Linked DNA regions of Ovis canadensis: region 1 is linked to region 2. The links are chromatin contacts, called in public Hi-C maps. All regions are on one chromosome and are shown on one strand. Each heading gives the region's core, a stretch centred on a gene start, on an enhancer-like site or on the middle of the called end of the contact. The rest is flanking DNA. Distances are from core to core; before and after follow the strand shown.

The links. A called contact is a pair of places that touch in the nucleus more often than the background predicts.
Region 1: a contact with region 2 is called in a Hi-C map of lung, with 2.4 times the contacts expected there. The contact joins the enhancer-like site here to the promoter of GADD45A in region 2. A contact is called at or near these places in 2 of 2 Hi-C or Micro-C datasets (fibroblasts and lung).

Annotation. Positions count from the first base shown.
Region 1 is chr1:44,083,025-44,087,395 of ARS-UI_OviCan_v2, reverse strand. All of the region lies in intron 2 of GNG12 (G protein subunit gamma 12), which reads left to right. Among named protein-coding and RNA genes, the nearest start is that of GADD45A, 72 kb to the right of the region's middle. Within about 2 kb of position 3,060, the one cell type or tissue checked has open chromatin away from gene starts, as enhancers often do. A contact at or near this core is called in fibroblasts, where this site is marked.
Region 2 is chr1:44,010,803-44,014,799 of ARS-UI_OviCan_v2, reverse strand. It overlaps GADD45A (growth arrest and DNA damage inducible alpha), which reads right to left and starts at 2,084. Exons shown (of 4, transcript XM_069563951.1): 1 at 1,049-2,084; 2 at 416-517; 3 at 1-168. The coding sequence starts at 1,092.

The sequences.
Region 1 (4,371 bases), core at 1,811-4,310, 72 kb before region 2:
ATGACGAGCAAAAAATATTTCTTTTCCTCTTAATGTTATTTTAAAAGTGTCAAACATGTTACCTGATGCTACATAAAGTGTCATATTATGAAATATATGTAATCAGGGCAGGGAGGGTGGGTGGGAATCTACACAAGGCCCTGATGCTGTAACTGAAATGAATCATTAAACTGAAAGAACTGAAGTTTCAAGCACATGTACTTGCCAGTCTGATGTAAGTCTGAGACAAATTATATGGCTCAATAAGAAGGTATATAAATATGTGTAGGATATTCTGAGAAACAAGTGGGCCTAGAAACCTAACCCCAAGTTATAAGACTGTTTCTATGGGAAAATATGCTCCCTAAGTGCCTTCTTTGAAAGCCAACTTTTGAAACCCTGCCGATTTATAAGTTGGGGGTTAACGATATAAAGCAGTCACCTACTGATGCGTAGAATTCTCAGCCCGAGTCCGTCATCAAGCATTTATTGAGTAACCGCTGGGTGGATTACACTCTGATAAGCATGGCAGGGTGAAACAAAGGAAATAAAGGAGCGTTTCTGCCCTCAAGAAGCTTGTACCTAGCCGGAGAGGAAAAGCATGCCTGCAGAGCAACCTGAGAGCATTCCCAGTGCCTGAGCTACAAAGCAGGGGTCCTGCAGGCCACAGCGTGAAGGAGGGATGTGAGGCCTTGTGGTTAATCAGGAAAATGTGGGGCCCCACCGGCCGAGCCTGTCCCTATTTGTTTGTTATCCCCATAGGCACACTGAAGACTTTCCCATTCTGCCCCCGAGAGCCTCACAGAAGCGTGAAGGCATGGCTGCAGGGAATGTCACATGGTCCTAGGATGCTGAGCCATTCAGAGCCACAGCTGGCATGTGGTGTTACCTTATTAGGAAAGGTTCGGGCTTCTTCCCTTTTTCCTTTCTTTCTGTCTTGCTTTCTTCCTTCCTTTCATCTCTCTCTCTCTCTCTCTCTCAGGTAGGTAGACTCTTGGCAACTTGGGCAGGGATGTACCTCATGTACCCAGAGTTCCAGCTCTTCAGCACACCCGGGTGAATCAGAGTCTTTCTGAGATTTGGAGCCTGACTTTGTGCGTTTGGGGTGTTATTTTCTCAGAGACTCTACAAATGAGACAAGCGGTGGCTCAGTAGCAGCAGGCAGGCCCCTTGCCTTACTTATGAGACTGAGCTTTGGCTTTTCATTTAGCCCCAGCCTGGAGGTCACCAAAAGGGAGAAGGGACATCAGGAGGGAGGCAAATTGACTGTAAAATTCCTGAGTCTGGGGCTGTGTTCCATCCCCCTGGGAATGCTGACAGCCTGCAGAGAAGGGGGCTGTGGCCCAGGCTGGCCTGCCAGGTAAGGCATCCAGATCAACCACTGTGTCCTGATGGGAAATGCCTAAAAATAGACCGTTTGCTCGCTTCTGTACATTGCCTCCGAGAAATGCTTCCCAGAGGCTGGATCAGCAAATAATTGTGCCCAAGCCTTCCTTATGGTTCTGTTCTTTAGCTTTTAGAGGCAGAGTCCTTGTTACTCTTGATGCTGTGGGGCAAGTCGGTGGGGGTGGTGACATTCCTATCCAAAAGGTTTAAATAATAATAGTAATGTAGCAGCAAATATTTGTTGAGTGTTTGCTACATTCCAGGAACTGGAAGCATTTCATGTGATTTACCTCATTCAGTTCTCCTTATAGCCCTTAACAGAGTTTTTGCATTATTATCTCCATTTTGCAGATGAGAAAATTGAGGCTTAGGGAGGTCACATAACCAAACTTTCCAGAGCCTCACTGCTAGTAAATGACAAAGCTGGGACGCAAACCCAGATCTGTCTGGCTCCACATTTAATTACCAGGTATTTCTTCCCCTCAGAAAACTTTTTATTTACAGTTTCCTACAAATCTTGCTCCTACTTCTCCTGCATTATTTGGGAAGGAAGAGAACTTATTCTCCCAGGGCAGTAAGAAGAGGGAGAGGCCTTGGAAAAATAAGTCAGGGATGAATTTATTTTGAAAAAGGAGGGTTTGTGAGGGAAGCGTTGAGCTGGCCAGCTGAAAGGGAGAGGTTGTTCTGGACTCCGCATGTGTTACGGAAGAATGCGTGGAAACGAGTGGGAGAAACAGAAAGTAAACCAGACAGGGCAGGATCCAATGGAAGGAAATGTGATAGTCAGCAGAGAAAGGGGAGCCCTGCCTTCAAAAGCAGCGTGTTAATGATTAGTGCTCTGCGAACGTTGCAGGCCTCACGTGCCCTCCACGGTATGCAGAACTCCCCTGTATGGGGGAGAGTTGCTCTCCAAAAAACAAAGCCATGAGATTTAATTCTGAGTTTCTGCAGGGACTGGATGAAATCACCACTGGAAAAACAAGAATGGCAGCACATGTTAATTATTTCAGGAACTCTTAGAGGGTGCAAATAAAACACCAGCCATCCCAAGGAGAGACGGGGCCCTTCCTCTACCCTCTCTCCTTGCTCCCCAGACCCCCATCAGCATCCCATCCCCTTCCTGCTGCCTCAGTTGAAGATACCACATCTCTTGTGTTTCTCTGGGGCGGGGGCGGGGCCTAAAGGAGAATTTTGTAAAGCAAACTGCATCTTCCCAGAAGCCTATGGTATCCCCTCTGGCCTTCTCTGACCTTCACGTGGGATCGATCTTTGATTGGCAACGTGCCTCCTCATACTACTTTCTCTGCCTCCAGCGTCTGAAAAGTTAGGGATTTCTTTATGGACCTTTAACCCAACTCCTAAATACCCAGGACGTATCCCCTTTAGAAGCACCGTTTTGCAAAGCAGAAGAGTTCCATGAAAAGTGAACCATAGTTCACTTTGCAAGTTTTCTCTCCTTTTTCCCCTCCCTAAAAGAAAGGTTCTTTATCCCTCCCCTCCCTCTCTACGCCAGCCCCCGCCCCAGGCCGACTCACAGTCTGGTTTTAATATAGCAAGTTCTGTAATTATTTGTCTTTTGCAGATTAAGAGACTGAAACATTGCAGTTACTCTCCTGGGTTCCCACTTGGCCGCAGTGACTAGAACTGTGCCCCGCCATCCTTGTCCTCGTGGCCAGCAGCCTCAAGTCCCACAGTATCTCTGCCTTGGCACAGGGAGCCGACATTGTTTGCATAGCGTACATTCCTGGACAATTGAACTATCCAATTTAACCTTCAGAGCTTCCCCATCGGTTTGTGGGTGTTTGTTCCGGGGAGAGGGGGAGAGATGGTGACTTTCATGGTTCACACATGATGCTACCCACACACACCCCAAATTCCAAACCTCTATTCTCTGGAGATTAGAGATGCAAATTGCATCTGTAAAATTCACAAGTGAAGTCAAACATTTGCTTCAGTCATTTTATCTGGAAGCACATAGCATTAATACTTGCTTCCTTATAATACTCCCCAACCACACCCATTATGTCCCATTCTGTGAAAGCGTTTTAGAAATAGCCCAATTTCATGTGAAATTAATCTTCATTAATAAAGATGCTATAATAAGATAGCAATCTTGAAATACATTCTGGTTATGATTGGTACCTAATCAAGGAAACTTTAAAACTGTTATCTCCAAAACCAAATCTTGCATCACCCAACATTCAGAAGAGTCTTTATTCTTTTAAAAGTGGCATTTTTGCAGTTTTGTGTACATGAAGTTTGCATCCAGAAATGACACTAGGAAAGGTATGAGTAAGATGAAATTCACCAGTTTTTCTTCCACTTATTTTGGGCGAATTTTAGTCCCCTCCCCCAAAATAAAGCTTTTAAAATATGTTTTTTGCTTTAGGAATATTCAGCTGCCTTTTGCTTTCAAACTGGAATTTAAGCCTTCTCCATTCTTATCACCTTCCTTTGATCTCCTTTCACCTTTCCTGGATTCTAAGAGAAGAAATGTTTTAGAGCCTTGAAATCAAAATAAAACTGCAACCTCCCTGAATTATTTACCAGTACTCACTTGGGTTTAACCGTGATCATCTGCACATAATTTAAAAATCAAAACACCAACTGGAGGATTTAAGCCAAACCCCCTATTTTTAGAACTGTATTTAAAAAAAAAATGGCAGATTTTATTTTCGGCCAAACAGCCACGGAGGAGGCTCCTGGGCATTCTTCCATCCCTCAGGGCAGAGCTGGGCTGACCACCTCCCTGCCTCACCCGGACAGCTGCCTGCCTCCCTGCTGAAGCCTTCCCCAGCCCTAGCTGCTTCCCAGCCTCCAACAGACTGGTTACTGCGAAGCAAGGATGTTGCAGTACTTTAATTTAAAAGAAAGAAAGAAAAAAGCATTTTGTAACTTCCTTTTTAGTTCTAGTGGATTTGTGTGCTCCTTGAGCTTGGGGGTGAAGTAAGACTTTTGTGTGTGTTTCTTTTTCTTTAGATTAAGAATGGAGAAGAAGTTTCCTTA
Region 2 (3,997 bases), core at 835-3,334:
TCCAGGAGCAAGAGTTCGGCCAGCCGGCCCGGGTTGCTGACACGCAGGATGTCGATATCATTCTCGCAGCAGAATGCCTGGATCAGGGTGAAGTGGATCTGCAGAGCCACGTCCCTGTCGTCGTCCTCGTCCGCCGCCAGCAGGCACAGCACCACGTTATCCGGGTCGCTGCGGGCAGGGAACGAACGGGCTGGTGAGCCCAAAGGCAAGCCCCGCCGCGTGGCAGCCTGCACCCCCCGCCCAGGTGTCAGGGGTCGCGCCCGGGTCCGCTCACTCCCCCTGGGACAAGTAGCCACGGGACAGATGGCACGCGGCAGGAAGTGGCGCTGCAGGGCGAGGGGAGACCAGTGAAAGCGACCTTCTCTGGCTAGGGCGAACAGGAGAACCAAGAGGGTCACGCGAGGGCTCCACTTACACGTTGAGCAGCTTGGCCGCCTCGTACACCCCGACGGTGATGGTGCGCTGACTCAGGGCTTTGCTGAGCACTTCCTCGAGGGCATCCCCCACCTTATCCATCCTACACGCGGGAAGAAGCAAGGGGATCCCGTCACACTAAGCCCCTCCGGGTAGTCGCCGCCTCCTCGCCCTGCACCGCGACCCTCCCAACCGAGGGCAAGCGCAATAGCGCCCCTCGACCTTTTGCAAACCAGGACTCCCTGGGATATCATCCCCTTCCCCCCATAACCCTTACGCCCAGAGGCCCGGCATCCTGTGAGCAGCCCCGAGAGTGACATCCGCCACCCTTTCCCTAGTGCTCTACTAGTCCTTGGCGCTGGGTGCAGCCACAGGCTGTCGGCCGCAAGAGCTGCACGGGCAGGGACGGTCACGTCTGCCGTTTGCAAAGCCTCGAGGGGCTCGACCGGCGTGCGGGGTACGCTCTTCCCGTCCACGCGCGCCTCCGGAGTGTTCCAGAGGAAGAAAGGCGGGATAGGAGGTACCCGCTGCAAACTTTGAACCACTCGCTCCCCATTAACCTTGCATAGCCCAGCAGCACCGGAGTGCGCGCAGGAGGCAAGCAGAGTTCTGGCAGAGGCTCTGGCCGACTTACCTTTCGGTCTTTTGCTCTCCAGCCGAGAATTCCTCCAAAGTCATATTGCAACTGCAGGTCGCCCACAGAGAGAGAGCGGCGTGCGAGCTGCTCCTGCCACCGGCGGCGCGCGGGCGCCTGCTTTCCACACTCCCTTGCAGGCTCCTCCAGCGCCCGCCACCACCGCGCCGTCCGCCCCTCCCGCCCCGCTCGCTCGCTTGCTCGTTAGTCGGCTCTCAGCAGCCCACTCGCCGCTAACCACGACACTAACTCCACAGCTGCCCCACAGCCACTGAAGGACAAAGGCCCCGCTCCCAGGAGTTATCCTGCCAACCCCCAGCCAACCACCATCCTCTTCATTTGCATACGCGCAGCCATTGGGCTATGCAAATCAGCCTGTTCAGACAATTTGACCTCAGCTCCAGGAACCAGGCGGAGAGGAGCGGAAGAGGGAGGGGCCAGGAGGAAAAAGAGCCTAGGGGGCGGGGGCGGGCGGGGTTCCGAGCCTACTCTCACCCGGTAGGCGGGGCGGGTAGGAGCGGAGATCTTCGTAGGGGGGTGGGGAAAGGAGGGTGTCTTCAGCTTGGAGCTGGCTGCCAAGTGTTTTTCTTGCTGGTGCGCTTTTTTTTTTTTTATTGTCGTTTCAAGTCTTTTGTTTTGGGGGGCTGCTATTAACATCTATTTTCAGGGTTAATGCACCCAAGTCTAGTAATTATTAGTACGCAGGTTATATAAAAAGAGTGTATCCAGACTTCTGGGGCAAAGTTTACCTCAGAAGTGTTGTTTATGTAAGTCTAAGCAAAGCTGCTTATTAGTAGTAGTATTATTTCGGTGCCCTGATGGCTGGTTTGATTTATTTTTGGAAACTTGCAAGGGTTGGAAGCTCAAAAAAGAAAAATCAACACATTTGTGTTTGGTGGTGGCAGGAAACCAAGTTGGAATCTTTTATGCAGAAAGCAGAAAGACTTCCCACCTGCCCAGGGTAACTGTGGAAAACTGAGTTCAGGAGGAGCTGGTTACTACATGTATAACCATTTTATCCTAGCCTCACAACCCCAATTCATCTTTCTCAGCCTTTCCCAAAGGAGGATCCTTCTGCAGGGCACCAGCTAAGAGACAAAAGTCTGACACCCACACAAGGCACACATCTAAACTCAAAATGCTCTGGATATGCCCTCAGCTTCCTTTCATAAGGCAAGTATGTCACTACCTTCCACAGGGGGCCTATGATCTCACTGTGAATTATTGATGTTAGTTGCTGAATCATGAAGTTGCCGCTATAGGTCCTTTTAGTCATAGGCTAAAATTTCACCTTTGAGATAATGGCAATCTGTGGGTGGAAAGAAAGTAGTAGTTCTACATTTTTGAAAAACAAAATTGAATGTAGAGTTTGAATCGGTTGAAAGTTCTTTGTATCATGAGTTTATGCAATAAATGCAAAAATATGTGTTAAACCTACTGAAGTCACCAAAAGTGGTAAAAAAAAGAAAAAAAAATACTCCCATATGCTTGCTTTCAAAACAATGCTTGCATTTTTAAGGTCACTGTACAGACAAAGGTCACAGAAGTAATTTTCTGCTAAGTTACAAGGGAGTTTTTGTACCCGTATGTTCATATCATTCTAGACAAAATATTCTTCAGCTTTCTTGATCTTAATTTAGAGGAAAAGAAAAGTGATAGGTCAGGTTTTCTGGCTCATTTATTTGAGCTGCCATTTTGCACTTCATCTCTTAACTGCATTGTCAGCAAGGGACAAGTTTTGACTAAAGGAATGGTGCTGGTCTGTGGGTCATTTACCCAGAAATGTATGTTTCATATCCATACCTTAAATTCAACATGTAGCGTCTTTTAAAGAATTCCTTTAAATTGGAATTTAGGTAGGTGCTGAAGCATTTTCAGTTTTGCAAACAAAACCTGAATTATGCAATCTGGCCTGAGTCATCATTTGGAGACTGTTGAACTCTGTTCTGTGGAACTCCAAGGTTCTACTCACTAGGTATTTCTTAGAGGTTCCTTGGAAGAAGTATGATCACTGTAAACTGACAGCAAATTAGGAAATCGAGTGAGTTTCTTGACAGCAGGGAGTGTGACTTCATCAACGTGGTATTCTTGGCACCTACCACAATTTCTGCATTTGGTGGAAGCATGGCCAGTGTTCACTGAGTTAAGTAGAATCTGAATTGAACAATAAGATCTCAGAATACTGCAGTCCTGTGCAATGCATGAATTCTAAGATATTCCACATTTAATTTTAGTTCAAAAAAACTTTTTTGCTGTCCTACAATATACCAAGAACTGTACAATTCCTGGCCCTCTGCCTTTAAAGGGCTTACCATCTAATTATTATGCCCATGCTTGAACTGGGTTTGGGGACAAAATACTATGCACTGTCATCAGCCAGCTATGCTGAAAGTCCCATGACTTTAGTCATCTGAACGGAAACTGTAGGACAGTAGAACCCATGTATTGTTATTCCAATTCAAGTGAACCACAGCCCTGATAATACCCCACCAAGGTCAATTATAATAAGTAAAAATGCGGTATAAAAAGATTACTTCTTAATATAGGCCCAGTTTCTCACTCAACAAGTACACTGCATTCTTTATTTGATTTCAAGGGAAAGTGATTTGTTCAAGTGCTATGGGGTTGTTCTCTGTGAGATAAGCCTAGCCTTCCAGTATTCAAAAATATTCATCTGTCATACTTTCTGACTCAGATATGTTACACCATTTTGCCTCATTGCTGAGTCTGCCTAGACTGTTTCATCACTGATTATTTTGGTGTTTCACACTGGAAGTAGGAGCTGCATTTGTCTGCCACTAGATTGCAGTTATATATTAGGATGCATTTAGATGATACTGTTCATAAATGCTTATTTGTCCCTGGGGAGGATGGTATCCAATGATAAATTACAGGAATAGCCCTAGATAGGTACATATGTGTATATGTACATTTTTCATATATTCTAAA